Regions from separate parts of the Mus musculus genome. Here region 1 is linked to region 2. The links are chromatin contacts, called in public ChIA-PET maps. All regions are on one chromosome and are shown on one strand. The core of a region is the stretch at or near the end of the contact, and the rest is flanking DNA. Distances in the headings are between cores, read along the strand shown. Region 1 overlaps Tnfrsf9 (tumor necrosis factor receptor superfamily, member 9). Region 2 overlaps Rere (arginine glutamic acid dipeptide (RE) repeats).

What was found. ChIA-PET counts read pairs in DNA pulled down with a chosen protein or histone mark.
Region 1: a contact with region 2 is called in an RNA polymerase II ChIA-PET map of memory CD8 T cells, with 5 read pairs. The contact joins two enhancer-like sites. A contact is called at or near these places in 1 of 484 Hi-C or Micro-C datasets (CD8 T cells) and 1 of 115 datasets of contacts at active chromatin or transcription factors (memory CD8 T cells).

What each region holds. Positions count from the first base shown.
Region 1 is chr4:150,938,123-150,942,580 of GRCm38.p6, forward strand. All of the region lies in intron 7 of Tnfrsf9 (tumor necrosis factor receptor superfamily, member 9), which reads left to right. Among named protein-coding and RNA genes, the nearest start is that of Tnfrsf9, 20 kb to the left of the region's middle. Within about 2 kb of position 2,024, at least 37 of the 459 cell types and tissues checked have an H3K27ac peak or open chromatin away from gene starts, as enhancers often do. A contact at or near this core is called in memory CD8 T cells, where this site is marked.
Region 2 is chr4:150,397,501-150,401,712 of GRCm38.p6, forward strand. The region is part of intron 1 of Rere (arginine glutamic acid dipeptide (RE) repeats); the gene reads left to right. Among named protein-coding and RNA genes, the nearest start is that of Gm52709, 68 kb to the right of the region's middle. Within about 2 kb of position 1,726, at least 20 of the 459 cell types and tissues checked have an H3K27ac peak or open chromatin away from gene starts, as enhancers often do. A contact at or near this core is called in memory CD8 T cells, where this site is marked.

The DNA.
Region 1 (4,458 bases), core at 774-3,273, 540 kb after region 2:
TTTCCGAAATGATGGGGGGGGGACGGGGACTGTACTGGATGCCTCTTCAGAGAGCTTCGAGTTCTCCACTTGCTCCGCTTCCGTGTGAACGGGGCAGCGCTATTTTTATCTGTCTGGTGGGTGGGGAAGAGGAGCTCGTTGTGTTTTGAATTTACATTTCCTTGATGATGGTTGAAGTTAGCTGCCTTTTGCCTTTTTACATTTGATTGGCTGTTTGGATTTCTTACGCTGAGAAGTCTTCCTGCCGGGCCACCTGCCCTTTCCTTATCAATGAAGGGGACACCGTGCATGTCCCCAGCTGTAGATGTCTGTTCCTTTTCTTTGGTCGTTCTCTCTCCTGCCCAGGCTTCTTTCCGGCGCAGCCCTCTAAACTACCAAAAAAATCCTCATCACACCCCACTCCCAGAGAGCCAACAAGGTTTCTATGAACATGTCTTCAAAGGTATTAATTAGTAATGACTGACCTGCAATTTTATAAAAAGCTTTAAAACCCTTTTAGTTTTTATATAATTACACATTCACAGAAAGTCACAAAGAGCAGGATAGCGTCACATGGCATCCGTGAGACCCTAAGGTCACCACGAGGCCAGGACAATGATGGTGTGAACACACATAGCTGTCAGTCACTTCATTAGCTGTGTAGATTCATGTAACATAACTGAACCAGGCAGCTTGTAAAGTGGGGCGTGGGGTGCAGATCTGGAGCCCCGGCATGAGAGAGACTGAAGCAGGAGGCTCATGGCCCTAGATCACAAGACTCAACAACAATCAAGCAAACAAAATGCCCCCAGACTATCCACAAGCAAGGTCTTGGCCCCCGCTGGCTCTCCTCAGCCCCTACTCCTGTCCCCCTTTCTCTGGCAGCCCCCTCATCTATTTTCCATTTTAACTCCTAGTTGTTTAAAAAGTATATTTATTATTTAATGTGTTACAATTAATTTGTTACAAAAACAATTGCATGAGTTTTATTGTATAAAATGCACGCAGGGACATGTGGAGGCCAGACCCTCTGGAACTGGACTTACAGGCAGTGATATGTCACTGTGTGGCTCCTCTGTGTGGGTGCTGGGAACTGATCTAGGGTCCTTTGCAGGAGCAGCGAGTGCTCAACTACTGAGCCAGCTCTCCAGCCCTGTGATATTTTACTCTTACATGTAAAACAATCAACCCAAACCAAACAAAAACAACAACAACCCACCCCTAAATCTATGGATGCTTATGGGTAGGTTTCATGTGAGGGTAAGTTTTTGTGTCTCTTAAGATAAATGCACCCAGAGAGTCAGATGTTTCTGAGTTTGCTTTTGTTTACTTTGTGTGTGTGCTGAGATCAGAAGACCACCTGCAAAGGGAGATTCTCTCCTCCACTTGGCTGAGTCTCTCTTGTATCCACCAAGCAATGTAGACTAGCTAGCACTGAGTCTCCATCCCCGGCCCCACCCCCATTCCCCACCCCTGTCTTTGCCTCTCATCCATCTTGCCATAGGAATGCTGGTCTCACCACTGGATTTGGCTTCAAAATATTTTCTTAATGGAGCTGGAGAGATGGCTCCTCTGGCTGAGAGCACTGACCGTTCTTCCAGAGGTCCTGAGTTCAATTCCCAGCCACCACATGGTGTCTGACAGCCACCTGTAATGGGATCTTATGCCCTCTTCTGGTGTGTAGGTGTACATGTAAATAGAGCACTGACTTTTTTTTTTTCCTAAAGGAAAAATAGTTTTATGTCTCTCCCTCCCCGAGAGAGAGAGAGAGAGAGAGAGAGAGAGAGAGAGAGTGTGGTGGATGTATGAGAGGAGGAGGTGTAATGAGGCATGAGTGCGTGCGTGTGGGGGCTATGGATGTGTGTGCATGGTGGAATGCATGTGGGGGCACGGGTGTGTGTGGGCAGTCACATGCAAGTGCATGTGTGTAGGTCAGAGGAGTCCCCGTGGGAGTAGGTGCTCTCCTTCTACCACATGGTTCACAGGGATTAAACGCAAGCCTTCAAGCTTCAGCAGCAGGTGCTTTTCGCCCAGCTACCTCGCCAGCCCACATCTAAGAACCCCTCCCTACGTCCTGGGTCGGAAGGGTTGAGACTTTCCCCAGTGGTAGTGTCTACGTTTTACACTTTTGTGTTTGACATTTAAAGCTATAAGTTAGCTAGCTATAAAGTGTCAGAACTTAAGGTCGAGACTTTTTCTTTTTGGGGCTAGGGAGCTGTGCTTGCCATATTCCAGTGTTACTCAAAGAAACAGTCTCCCTTCTCTGTCTACCCACATTTTTATTGGCTCTGTGCTCATGAGGGGGTGGAGTCCCTGATTATTGGCAGTTCTTGTGAGGGGGCGGAGTCTTCTGTTACAGCTGTGTGTCTATTCCTGCACCATCGAGTCTTGATTACTGTGATGATAATATCAGTCTCAAAACTGGGTAGAGAGTAGAGGACCCTCCCCGCCCCATCTTACCTGTTCAGGTTTGTTTTAGCTGTTTATTCTGTTTCTTTTATAGTTCCGTGTAAACTTTATGAGATTCTTATCTGTGTCTACAGAAAGGCAGCTGGTACTCTGATGGAGGTGTCGTGAAATCTGCGGATCTTCCCGCTAGCTGTCCCTCTCCATGAACCTAGTATGGCTCTCCATTTACACTTCCTCTTTCCTTACCGATATTTTATAATTTACAATATATAAGTCCAATATGCCTTTTTTTATTTTTATTTTTTAAGATTTGGGCCTGAGTATTTACTGCCCCCCTTCTTAGCGCGCGCGCGCGAGCACGCGCGTGCATGTGTGTGTGTGTGTGTGTGTGTGTGTATTTTTGCACACATCTGGGCATACCTGTGTGGGAGAATGTGCACGTGGACGCCCTATTTTGGTGTCAGGAATCATCTTTGATTTTTTTCTTTCATCTTTTTCATGGAAGTGGGATCTGTCAATCAAACTCAGAGCTCACCTATATGGCTGGGCTTGCTAGCCATCTTGCTCTGAGGATCTGGTCTCCTCTCTCTACCCCCCAAGTCTGGGATTACAGCCAGGCTGCCATGCTCACGTGGTCATTTTGTGGGATTCTAGGGATCCGAACTCACATCCTCATAAGTAGGTGGCCAGCACTTTAGTCACTGAACTATCGCCTCTGTCTTCTTAAAAATCCTTTTCTAAAGCTTTTCTATGTGTATATATATATATATATATATATATATACATATATATATATATATATGCCTGTGTAAGTGAATGCTGTGTGTATTGGAGGCAGACACCCTGGAGTAGGAGATTGTGAGCTCTCTGACCTGGGTGCTGGGAACTGAACTCAGGTCCTCTGCAAGAACAGCAAGCCCTCTTGGCCACTGAACATCTCTCCAGCCCCATTCCTTTGTTTGTTTTGTTTGCTTTTGTTCTTAGAGAACTGTTTATTTTCTGTATGTGAGTACACTGTTGCTGTCTTCAAAACACCAGAAGAGGGCATCAAATCTATTACAGATGGTTGTGAGCTGTGGGTGAGATGTGGGTGCTGGGAATTGAACTCAGGACCTCTGGAAGAGCAGTCAGTGCTCTTAGCCATTGAGCCATTTCTCCAGGCTCTTGGAATTTTTGTTTGTTTGTTTGTTTTTGAGACAGAGTTTCTCTGTGTAACCCAGACTGTCCTGGGACTATGTAGACAGGCTGGCCTTAAAATCAGAGATCTACTGGGATTAAAGGTGTGAGCCAGCAGTGTCCAGCACTCCAGTCCCACCCCCTCTTTTCTTTAGACAACTGGACATGACATAGGGCCTTAGATCATGTGTTCATTATGTGTAGAAGCGGTGTGCTTGTGAAACTGGCTTCTATCCCGTCTCTCTCATGAACACACCCCCATGGTCAAGGGGGGTGTTTTGCAGAGTCCTTGGGGTTTTCTGTGTAGACCACAATGTCATCTGTAAATAGGGTAACATTTCCCCTTCTGTGTGGTGGGAGGCACTTCCTGCTGGCCTCCAGGATTCTGATAAGAGATCCGCTGTTATCCCAGTGGGTTTCCCCGTAAGTAGCATGGCCGGCATGGCCGGCGTCTCTCGCTGCTCTCAAGACTTTTCTCTGCCTTTTGTCTTCAGAGCTCTGACTGCGACGTGGTGTGGATCCCTGGACCCCTCTGGTTTGAGGTCCAGCTTCTAGAACTTGCAGATTTTGCCTTTTCCCAGCTCTGAGGCGGGTGATGGCGATTCAGCCATTATTCCTCCAAATGCCTTTTAAACCATCCAGCCCTGTTTCCCTTCTCCCGCCCGCCGCGCTCCAGTGATGTCAGCTCGGCTCTCTCATCAGAGACCCCACCTGTCCTTGAGGCTCTGTCTGTCCACCCGTCTGTCTGTCCGTCCGTCCGTGGATCAAATAATGACATTTCCTGCTCCACTCCCCTCATTCCATTGTGAAGATAGTCATCGATTTCCTAAATTTTCAATTATCATAATTTTTCAGTTTTAAAATAGCCACTGGGTTCCTTTCCATTCTCTCTCG
Region 2 (4,212 bases), core at 476-2,975:
GTAATGGTGTTAGGTCTATGGATTCCATATTAGTCAGGCATAATTTTGAGTAAAACAACACAGGTATTTAAGTTCTCATTTGTGGGCAAATTTGTTTCCCAGAGATTATGTGGTGATATCTGGAGAGGTTTTTCTTTTTGTAATGCTGATCAGAACTTGGGGTTGTGCTAGCAGAACCTAAATGGGTATAGACCGCGACTGCTCCTACACATCCAGTATGCACAGCGCACCCCCTCCCACGTACACACAAAGACATATCTAGCTCCAGTTGTTGAAGGCACCACTGTAGAAAAACTTTCCTTTACACTGAACTGTGAATTTTTCTTCTTGGGCTGAATAGAATAAACAGCTATAGGCAATGTACAAAGCAACACAGGTCTGTGTGTAACGACCAAAGGCTTCCCATTTGAAGGTGTGACGTGGGGCTGGGGAGATACGGTGCTTGCTGCACGAGCCTCAGTGTTCTTGTAAGAAGCCAGGTGTGGCAGTGCGAGATCCAGTCCTAATCCTCGATCTGGGATGCAGACGGATCTTAAAGTTTACTGCCTTGCTGGTCTTGCTGAGTCAGTGAGCTCCAGGTTCAGTGAGAGAGCTTGTCCCAAAAATACGGTAGAGATCAACTAAAGAAGACACATGATGCCAGTTTCTGGTCTCCATGTGTACTGACATGGAACATGTGTATACACACAGACACACAAATGTACACACACATGTGCATGTACACACATATACAAAACCTTCGAGGTTTTAAATTTTTTATTGGAAATATGCTAGGACATTTCATCCTCGAACGTTTCTGCTTCAGTTTACGATGATAAAATCGTTCCACTGTCTTCAGTTTTATTCATGTGTATGAGGGTTTTGTCTGCATGTATGTCTGTCCGCCGTGTGTATGGCTTGTGCCTAGGGAAGCCAGAGGAGAGCAGCTGATCCCCTTAAGCTGGAGTTACAGAAAGTTAGGAGCTGCCTGTCACGTGGGTATTGGAAATTGAGCCTGGGTTCTCTGAGAGAGTGTTCTTAACTATGGAGCTATTCTCTGGACCCTAAAATACATAGTTTTAAAATTTTAGTAGAGCTGTTAATTGTATGCTAAGGTTTGCTCTTTTATCCTTAGGGAGGAAATTAAGGTTTTCTATTTGCTACTCTATCAGACTTAGTTCTCGAAATTCTCTTAAAGCCTGTTTAGAACGTGCCATTCAGTGTCTTGCCTCCCTGTGTATGAAAGCAAAAGCTTTTGCTAAGGCTTCCTGCTACAAAGGCTCCTCTTTGCATTTGACCCCTTTGTTCTGGGCATTGACATTGGGGCCTTCAGTAAGCCCTGGATTCTGAGAATTGAGTGTACAAAACCCCCAGATTGATGGTGTTCCTGGTTACTGATCACACAGGTAGAGAATTGCTGCCTCACTGGGATGGTTAGGTTTGGCCAGATGGACCAACCTTACACCACATCAGTTTCAGATGGGAAAGTTTTCCTTCTCACCTGCTGAGTCCACATCTCAGTGTCACTTTGCAGCTTCATCAGTGACTCCTGGCATGTGTTGAGGCCTTCTCCACAGCAGGATGCTGCTTATGAGAATGCCTGATTCCTCACACTGTGAATACGAGTGTCAGAGTAACATTTCCTTCTCTGGAGTCTAAGTCATTACATTTTCTTTCTCAGGCATGTTGGTATAAAAGAGAACAGGAAAAGAAAATTGATTTCCCTTTGAAAGCAAGTCACGCAGCTATAGCAGCTCACCTGTGGCTTCCTGTTGCATGTGGGGCTGCAGCTGTTTTTCTGGCACTAAGGCCTTCTAATTCAGACTATTCATTTTTATTTTTTGAGACAGGGTCTCTAGTCCCTGCTGTTCTGGAGTTTGCTGTGTAGACTGGCTGGCCTCAAACTCAAGAGATCTGCCTGCCTACTGCCTCCCAAGTGCAGGGATTAAAGACACGTGCCACCATACCTAGCTCCCTTTGTTTTTAAATGAGAATGCTAAAACAGTTTCTAACATTTATTTTTATTACACTTAATTATGTTTATTATTTTTTTATTTTTATTTTCATTGGTGTTTTGCCTTCATGTCTGTGTGAGAGTGTCAGATCTTGGAGTTACAGACAGTGTGAGCCGCCATGTGGGTCTTGGGATTTGAACCTGGGGTCCTCTTAAAGAACAGTCAGTGTGCTTAAACACAGAGCCATCTCTCCAGTCTCCTATATTTATTTATGTATAGGTGTGTGTGTGTGTGTGTGTGTGTGTGTGTGTGTTGGTGTTGGCACGTGCATGCATGTGTGTGCGCTCATATGAATGCACAGAGGCGTCAGATAGCCTGGAGCAGGAATTATAAGCATCCTGAAGTGGGTGCTGTGACCAAACTTAGGTTCTCTAGAAGAACAGTATACACTTTTAATTGCTGAACCATCTCTCCTGTTGTTGCTCTCACACTCCATCCCTCCCACCATCGTGGCTAGCCTGAAACTCACTATATAGACAAACTTTAAAGAGATCTGCCTACCTCTGCCTCTCAAGTGCCAGGATTTAGAGCCATCATCAGGCTTGGCCTGGTATTCAACAACTTATGATGGAAAATAATCCTCACTGCCAGATAACATTGCTGGTTTTCAAAGGTTTTCTTTTTGTTTTTGTTTTTTAATTTTAATAGTCTGCAACAGCACCAGGTTTTCATTGCTCACTACATGAGATAACCTGGAATTTTGAGGCACATAATTTAAAGCAGGATAGCTTTGTGGTTAAGAGATGGACTCTGGCCAGGCATGATGGTGTACACCTTTAATCCCAGCACTTTGGATGCAGAGACGAGTGGATCTCTGTTCAAGGCTAGCCTGGTCTACATATGGTGACCCTTTCTGGAAAACAGACAAACAGAGGTAGGTGAGAGAAGGGATGGGAGTCAGGGGAGATGGGCGCTGCTGGTGGTGATTTAACCGTCTGGAAGAGCAGTTATAACCATGTACAAGGTCCTGGGTTTAATCTCAGCATCACAAGTGGGTTGTAGATGTAAGAAACATCATGTGTGTGATTTTAGTCATCTTGCTTAGCCCCTTTTTGTGCCTGCTTTGGCTGTTGTGGCATTTCTATAACAGTAACACCTATTGAATTTTATAAGGCTATAGATGTTACCACGGCATGGTTTGGTTTAGTTTACACATATTTTTCCTGCATAGTTGCTATTTATGTCTGTTTCCTCTCAGATGTATCTTGGTTCCAGTGGACTGGGGGAAGGACAGTTGATATCCTTCCTTTAACCTTTGGTGTTGATCAGAAAACTCCTAAGAAAGAATTGAGAAAATCTTTGGTGAACCTTGGGGTCACTGCTGTGGGCAGTGTACAGTCTGTGCTTGGTATGTACACCCCCTCAGCATGAGAGATGAGTGTTCTGTGAAGTTGATGATCTGTCAAATTTTTCACTTACTTTCTTGATGGTCTCCTTTGGTTTCATGCTTTACTAATGTAAAATCTAAGTTTCTTTTTTTAAAAAAAGATTTGTTTGTTTTTAATTTTATGTGTATGGATATTCTATCTGTGTGTCTGTCTGTCTACCATATAGTCCTGTGGGTGCTAGGATGAATTCCATTGTTCTTCATCTCTGAGCTATCTCTCCAAACCACCAAACCTAAGTTTCTCTCTTGAGTGCAGACACTTGTCTGTCTAGATCCTTACATGTGCGTCCTGTCTCCTCACCATGCTCAGGATGAACCCCAGGTCTACCACTGAGCTCCCAGATCTCAGACAATGGTGGCTTCATCTGCCAGTTGTTCAGGCCACATTCCTCAGCATTGTTGGTGACATCATTGTCACCGAAGTGACATCAGTTTGCTTTTATCTTAAAAACACCTAGAAAGCTGGACCTAGTAGTACAGATCTAATCCCATCTAGGAAGTCGAGGTAGAAGAGCTTAACCTAGGGCCTGGGCATCTCAGAGCCCTTTCAGAAAAACAGGAGAAGAGCACTTGAATTGTTGTTTTGTGGTAGATTGCTCATATATCATGTGCAGTGCCCCGAGTTCAGTCTCCAGAACTACAAAGATAAATACACAAAATTCTAGAAACAGATTTGAAAGTCCATAGAAATCAGACATTTTCCATTGTCTACCTCCACCATCTTGGCTATTTTAGCCTTAATCAGCCCTTGTGCTTCAAGTTTTCCTTTTTTATGGGGAGGTGATTTTTTTTTTTTTTTTTGAGGGAGGTCTTGGTGGCAGGCATGAGAGA